Linked DNA regions of Ovis aries: region 1 is linked to region 2. Evidence: chromatin contacts called from public Hi-C data. All regions are on one chromosome and are shown on one strand. The core of a region is the stretch at or near the end of the contact, and the rest is flanking DNA. Distances in the headings are between cores, read along the strand shown.

The links. A called contact is a pair of places that touch in the nucleus more often than the background predicts.
Region 1: a contact with region 2 is called in a Hi-C map of muscle, with 6 times the contacts expected there. The contact joins two enhancer-like sites. A contact is called at or near these places in 5 of 16 Hi-C or Micro-C datasets (blood, hypothalamus, liver and 2 more).

What each region holds. Positions count from the first base shown.
Region 1 is chr20:17,596,222-17,599,424 of ARS-UI_Ramb_v3.0, reverse strand. It overlaps LOC106990495, which reads left to right. Exons shown (of 3, transcript XM_060403644.1): 1 at 1-217; 2 at 643-718. The coding sequence ends at 161. Among named protein-coding and RNA genes, the nearest start is that of TMEM63B, 45 kb to the left of the region's middle. Within about 2 kb of position 1,809, at least 25 of the 54 cell types and tissues checked have an H3K27ac peak or open chromatin away from gene starts, as enhancers often do. A contact at or near this core is called in muscle, where this site is marked.
Region 2 is chr20:17,527,206-17,530,439 of ARS-UI_Ramb_v3.0, reverse strand. All of the region lies in intron 1 of LOC121817413 (a long non-coding RNA gene), which reads right to left. Among named protein-coding and RNA genes, the nearest start is that of TRNAG-GCC, 41 kb to the right of the region's middle. Within about 2 kb of position 1,544, at least 2 of the 54 cell types and tissues checked have an H3K27ac peak or open chromatin away from gene starts, as enhancers often do. A contact at or near this core is called in muscle, where this site is marked.

The DNA.
Region 1 (3,203 bases), core at 560-3,059, 69 kb before region 2:
GGACCGAGCGCGGGAGGCTGCCGGCCAGAGTCCTCGCCGCGCCGCCGGAGGCGAAGCGTCGGGCCACGGCACGCCCCCTGGGGCCTGGCAGGGGTCTTCCCTCTGTCGTCCCATTCCTTGGTGATTGGAACGGTTTTCTGAAGCTGGAGGGAGTGAAGTGAGCCTTCAGGCCCCTGAGGATGGGCAGGCCTGAGAGGTCACTGACCACAGGAGGAGGGTAGGCCCCTAACCTGGCCGGGGTTGGGGCAATGATCTTGGGAGGGATGGTTGTACAAGGAGAGGAGAAGAAAGGGATCGATTCCCATCCCAGAACCCGCTGCACCTCCCCAGTCCTCAGTTCCTAGCTCCCTAACTTCAGCAGGCCTTGCCCACTACCCCAGGGCACCTGCTTTATTATTATTTTTCTCCTGCACGGCCACCCCAGTCTGCTATGGGCCTTGCTCTGACCTGGGCGAAGAGTGGATGTCCTGGGTGGGTGGGTTCGCTTTGGTCAGCTCTGGTCCGGAAAGAGACTCACCAGTTTGAGTCTGAGCCCTATTAGGCCACAGACTCTATCCCCTCCCCTCCCCCAAGCTTTCAGACTAAATTAACCAATTACCTCTAATTAAAGCGCCATGCTTTCTGTTCCCTCCTGGGCCTCAGTCCCCACCCTGGGAGTCCTCTTACCCTGGCTGCTCAGGAAGGGAGCCTCGCCAATAAGGTGGAAGCCAATGAATCAGTGAGTAGAGCTGGGCGGGGTGTGGCGGGGAGGAAGTCACAGTGCCATTGACTTCTGGGGAGTGGTCTGGGAATTGGGCCTTTGTGGGGCCTTGGAAGGCTGGGAGCCCTGGGCTGCCTTCGGAGGTCGGACCTGTGTAAAGTCCTGTAAGGATGCTGAGGCCTTGGGGGCGACCCTCCCTGGAGGACTGGCGGGGCAGTTCTAGAAGCTGCCAGTTCTGGGTGGCACCTGCTGCTCGCTTACCCACCACACCGGGAGAGACTCTGGATGCCTGGGGGGCGGCAGGGGGGTCCATCCTCTCTCTAACCCATCTCTTCCTGTGCAGTGAGAACCCCTTCGTGCCTCTGTTCCTGCCCTCCGTGGCCCTGAGGCGCAGGCCCCAGCAGCTTCCACGGCCTGCACCGCCCTAGCACCTCCCTGGCCCCACGTGTGGGACGTGTTGGGGAGGATGCCCAGTGGCCAGAGGCAGGGTGATGGGCTGTTGACCCAGGTCTCACCTCTTGGCAAGCTGGCCTTCCTGAGACAGGCTGTGACTCAGGCCCGTACCCTACCTTGAGCCCTGCCATGCCAAGGACCTGGGTATGTGGGGTGGATCTGTCAGCTGTAGACTCCTCTCTTGGGTCACTTTCTCTGCCAGCCCTGAGGAGCCAGGTGCTGACTAGAAGGTTCGGGCCTTCCAGCTCTGGGCCTTCCAGCTCTGGCTGTTTCTCCCAGCCCACCACCCCAGGAGAGGCTGACGGTGAGGGTAGGCCCCCTTGCAGGGCACGGCAGTCATCAGACTCTGCAGGGGTGTGAGCCACCCAGGGCAGGGACAGGACTCTGCACACAGGCAGGGGTGCCCCTGGGGTGTCCTGAGCCATCTGCCAGCTTGGTTGCCCTTCCCTGCTCAACGAAAGCTGGCTCAAAACTCCCCACCTCCAGCAAGGTTTCAGCATGCCTCCCTTATTTGTGGCCAGCCCAGTCACTACTGTTCACTGGCTCCTGGTTTTCGTTTGTTTCTCTGACTTGTGTCCCCCTTCAGACCCTCCGAGAGCGCCTCTGCACGACTCTTGTTCTTCCCTGCATTTCCCAGTGGCCAGCAGAGGGCGCCTCCTAAAAGACTGCCGGACCAAAAGGAGCGGATCCGCTTCCCCGGATCCAGGCACTGTGTAAAGCCCAGGCTCATGGGTCGGTTTGTGTAAACTGAAACTGACCCAGAACACCTTCCTTCCTGGCGATCTAGACTTAACCTGCCGGCAGAGGGCTAGAGATTAGACCACACGTTAAACACAAGTGGCTGTCTCCGACGTGAAACCAGATGGCCCCCTCAAAGGACAGAGAGGATAATGGAATTGCCCCCCCACCCCCACCCTGCCAGCAGCCCGAATGGGGAAGGGGGCACCGGAGGTCGCCGGCTTTCCTCCCTTGACCCTGGGAGAAGAGTTGGGAGGGGCTGCACAGAATAGCTGGTGTCCCACCCCGTGGGAGGGGCTGCTGTGCACGTCTGGGCCACATCTGGGTTCTTGGCAGCAAAGGGAGCTGGTCTGTTTGGGATCCTCCAGGGAAACACGATCCACCCCTTGGTGGCTTCTCACCATTACATTCCTGGGGAGCCCTTTACACACAGGTGTATGGGACACAGATCCGTAATGCGGGTGAATTCATGCCAGTCTAGGGGGGACCCTCCAGACACTAGCTCCTTTTGACATGGACTTAGTTAGGCTCCTGGGCAGCAGCCTGTTCTGGGCCACCAGACTTTTCCGCCATCCTATGTTCGCGTGTGAGATTCTGGGCTTCCCCTTCTGGAAATGCTGGGAACTAGACTCTAGCGTCCATCCTATCCCTTCTCCTTCCTCCAGGTGGGGGGGTAAGAGAGAGGAGAGTGAGGTTACAGCACCTCTTAGGGACTCCAGCATCATGCAAAAGCGGAGTGGGAAAGGGTCTGCTGTCGGGTCATTTCACACAAAAGCCTGGGAATGTGGTCGGGACGGGAAGAGGGGAGAGGGGACAGCAAAACTGGTTCTTTCTTGGGTTTGGGTCCTGGGTTTTGGGGAGGGGACAACACGGAGAAAACCCCTCTTGGTCGGCTGGGTTCCTGGACGTCTGAGCAGGAAACACAGGGCTGGCCGGAATGGCCTTGAAGTAGGGAGCGACGGAGACCGGGGGGAGGGGAAGGGGGAAGGGAAGGAAGGCTGCGCCCACCCAGGGTCCCCCCGCCAGCCCCTCTCCCCAGCTTCCCCCCGCCCGGCCCGCCGCGGCCCCTCCTCCAGACCTGGGCACCGCCTCCCCCTCCCCTCCTCCTCCCCCTCCCACTCGGCGCTGCAGCTGCTGCCGACGGACCATTCTGCACGTAGCGAATGGAGGAGACGCACAAGGGAGGCCTCAAGTGCGCGCGCGCGGGAGCCGGCGCCGCGCGGGCGGGGGAGCGGCTGCGGGTACGCGTGCGCGTGCGGCGCCGGCCCCGAGCGCGCGCGCCGGGCTCCGGAGCAAGCCGCTCCTCTGCGCG
Region 2 (3,234 bases), core at 295-2,794:
GTGACTTGTTGAGTTGTCACTCACTCCCTAAAACATGTGCACCACGAGGGCAAAGACCTAGGCTGACTCTTCTGTTCCTGGAACCCACAGTGTCCAGAGCCATGCCTGGCACATAGCGGCGATCCTGGAGTTTCCAGGGCTCAGGCTGTGAAGTCTCTAGGGGACAAATGTCAGTGTGTGCATGTGTGTGTGTGTGTGTGTGTTAGTTGGGATAGAGGATGGGGAGGTAGCTCGGAGGTGGCTCTGCCCCATCCCCCATCATAAATCCCAGGGAGGTGGACTTGGGGAGACATCTATGTTCCCCCCACATGCTCTCTGGGGGAAATCAGGAACATGGACACTCCAGGACTGCTTGGGGTATCAGTGGGCAGTACCTACTTTACCTGGTGACTCCTGAGCACAGTCCATCTGCCAGCTAGGAGGGACAGGGCTGCTTCTGCTGTTCCCCACTTTGCAGGGACCCTCCCCACTGCTCTAAGCCAGGGCCCCAGACCCAGTCCTGCCTCTTATCACGCCATTTTCTTCCCTGTGTGGTATCTGCTCATCTTCTCATTCTCCTGTCTCCAGAGTCTGACAGGTCTGCTCCCCACTGCATTCTTGCTGGTCACCAAATCCTCACACTTCCAGCTTTGGGGGTGCTGGGAGGCTCCCTGTGTCTCCTGTAGTGGGGAATGCTACCCCACTGGGGCTCAGCCCCCACTCTGTCACTCTGGCCCTCATCCTGGGGCTGGCGAGAGGGATTCCAGAGAAAGGCTGCCAGAGGCTTCCCCCTCCTCCTATGCCTGCTGCCCCTCCTGCTTGGGGAGGGCACTCAGTCCCTACCAAGACTCTGGCTCAGAGGGTTTGCATGGACCCAGCTTTGGACCTAGGCCCTTGCCCAGCCTCAGTGGTGTTACCTTGTGTCACAAGGACTCCCCCTACTGGCTCTGCCCCCACCCCGACCCCCACCTTGTGACCTCTCAGCCCTGCTCCCCACACCAGGGCGGCCCCCAGTCCCAGCCTCATCCCCAGTTCTGGAGCTCCCAGATGTGGCAGGGCCCCAGAATGTTTGCTCAGGGGATTTCAGGGTTCAGAGGTTTGTGAAGTGTGCTCTGTGGAGTGCCCTGGAGCCATTCTACATGCACACGTGTGTGTGTGTGTGTGTGCATGTGCGTGTGCACATGTGTGTGATGGATTGAACCCTGGGGCTCTGGACCCCCACTCCTATTTTGACCATAAAACTCCAAACTTTTTCAATGTCACCAGTGGAGACGCCACATAAGTTACTATTTAAGTAATAGGATCCATTATTTTTTAAAAAGAAAGGTTCGCAAACCATGAAACCTAGAGCAAACTCATTTCAGGTATGGGGAAACTGAGGCCCAGGGAGCAAAGGACTTCTCAAGGTCACAGTGGAGTCAGTGGCAGGGCTGGTACCATACCAGGCTGCCTGGCTCAGAGGCTGGTGTTTTTGCCAAGACCAGGCCGAAATGTCCCTCTCAGGAGGTGGCAGGTGGGGGCCGGGTGCCAGGAAGGCCTCGTCCAAAGAAGTGCGTTAAGGTCACAGGCTCCCCACCCCTCGGGCCCCTTGTGAAGTGCCTGGGAGAACAGTTGCCCTGGAAAGGTCGCTCAGTTCTGAACTTGAGGCTTGAGGTCTGGGAGTGGAAAGGGGCTGGTGAGGAAGGAAGAGTGGAATGGGGTCGGGGACAGGGGTTCATCTTCTGGGTCAGTCATGCCTCATCCCTAAATTAAAACACCACTAATAAATCACTTCTTATTAAAAAAACAACAACAACAACAACACCAAATGCCCTTCTGTCATTCTGAGACTGCTTCTCCATCCCCTACCCCCCCATCCCCGTGATCACTCTGACAGTCCTCCTCAGGAAGATGAAGGCACCCCCCCACAGTGCCTGTCCCAGTGGAAGCCGCCCCTCGCCCCAAGCACCTGACTTCCAGGCAGAGGAAGCCGGTGGCAGGCATAGAGGGGGCTGGGTGGCACTGAGGTGATGACTTCAGGGCTGGGAAGGCTGTGAAGAAGGGGGCTGGCATTTCCATCTCAGGAGTCCTGTGGAACCTCCCCCTACTGGCAACAGCAGGAATGGCACCGTAGGGGGGCTTGCAGCACCCCCCGCCCCCCCACCGCCCGGAGTCTCTTCCTAGTGGACGATGGGCACCTGGGAAAACGCTATGGAATGAAGAGTTGTGTTCATCCTCCTCCTCTAGCCCCTCACAATCACCAGCCTCGGCTCCCCCGCCGCCCCCAACACCCCTGTCCTTTAGAGACTACAAGGACTGAGTTATTCTTAGTAGGTTTCATTCATCAAAGCATGACAAACGGTGTCCTGGAAGGAATGCCTGGGAGCAGCTGAGAGCCAGAGGGGTTGGGTGGGGTGCAAAAGCCTCATCTGAGGGGAGAATCCAATGCCTTCAAAGAGCTCTAGACTGAGGGGAGCCATGGCCCTGCCCTCAGGGAGCTCCCTATGACAGAGGGTGCTACTCCCGCACCCATTCATTTAGCCCTCAGTGAAATCCCAGTCTGAGTCAATATCCTGCCCTCAAGGAGCCTGCAGTCTGATGGCAGAAAAATACCATGTCACCCCTGCTGGAAAAGATGTGGTGCCTACCCAGGGCAGAGATTGACATGCAAGATGAAAAACCGGGCTGCCAGAGGGGTTCTCAGAAATATAGGCAGCCACCACCTGTGGGGAGCCTAAAGAGGGGGCTGGAGGGACACTCAACTCGGCATGCTTAAGGAGAAACATGCAAGAACCACGAAGGGGCAGCAGCGCCGACTGAGATCCTAGAAGATGAGGGAAGATGTGAAGGCTCAGGCCGGGTGGGCTGATCTAAGCCAAGATCTCAAATGCCTTTGGGGACTTAGTCTGGCCACACTTGTCTTTGCCAATGAGGAGGGCAGCCTGCACTGTCATAGGATCTTACGTTCAATATAAAAACCACATACACACTGAAGGCCAAACAAAATCTCACTAAAGGTTAAACTTGGCCCAAGGCCATGAGTTGGCAACCCCTGGGCATCAGGAAAGAATTCCTGATAGAAGAGAGGTTTGAGCCTAGTTTGGATGAAGAGGCTGACAGACAAGTTGCTCCCCTCAAGTCCTGGCCACCAGGCTTGGATTCTGTGTCTTCAGGGCCTCCTCCCACCCTTCCTGGGATGAGAGACTTGAGCCACTCTTCACCAGTTCACTTGCGACCAACTGGCCACAGCTGGTCGTCTGCCAATACTCCCAGTCT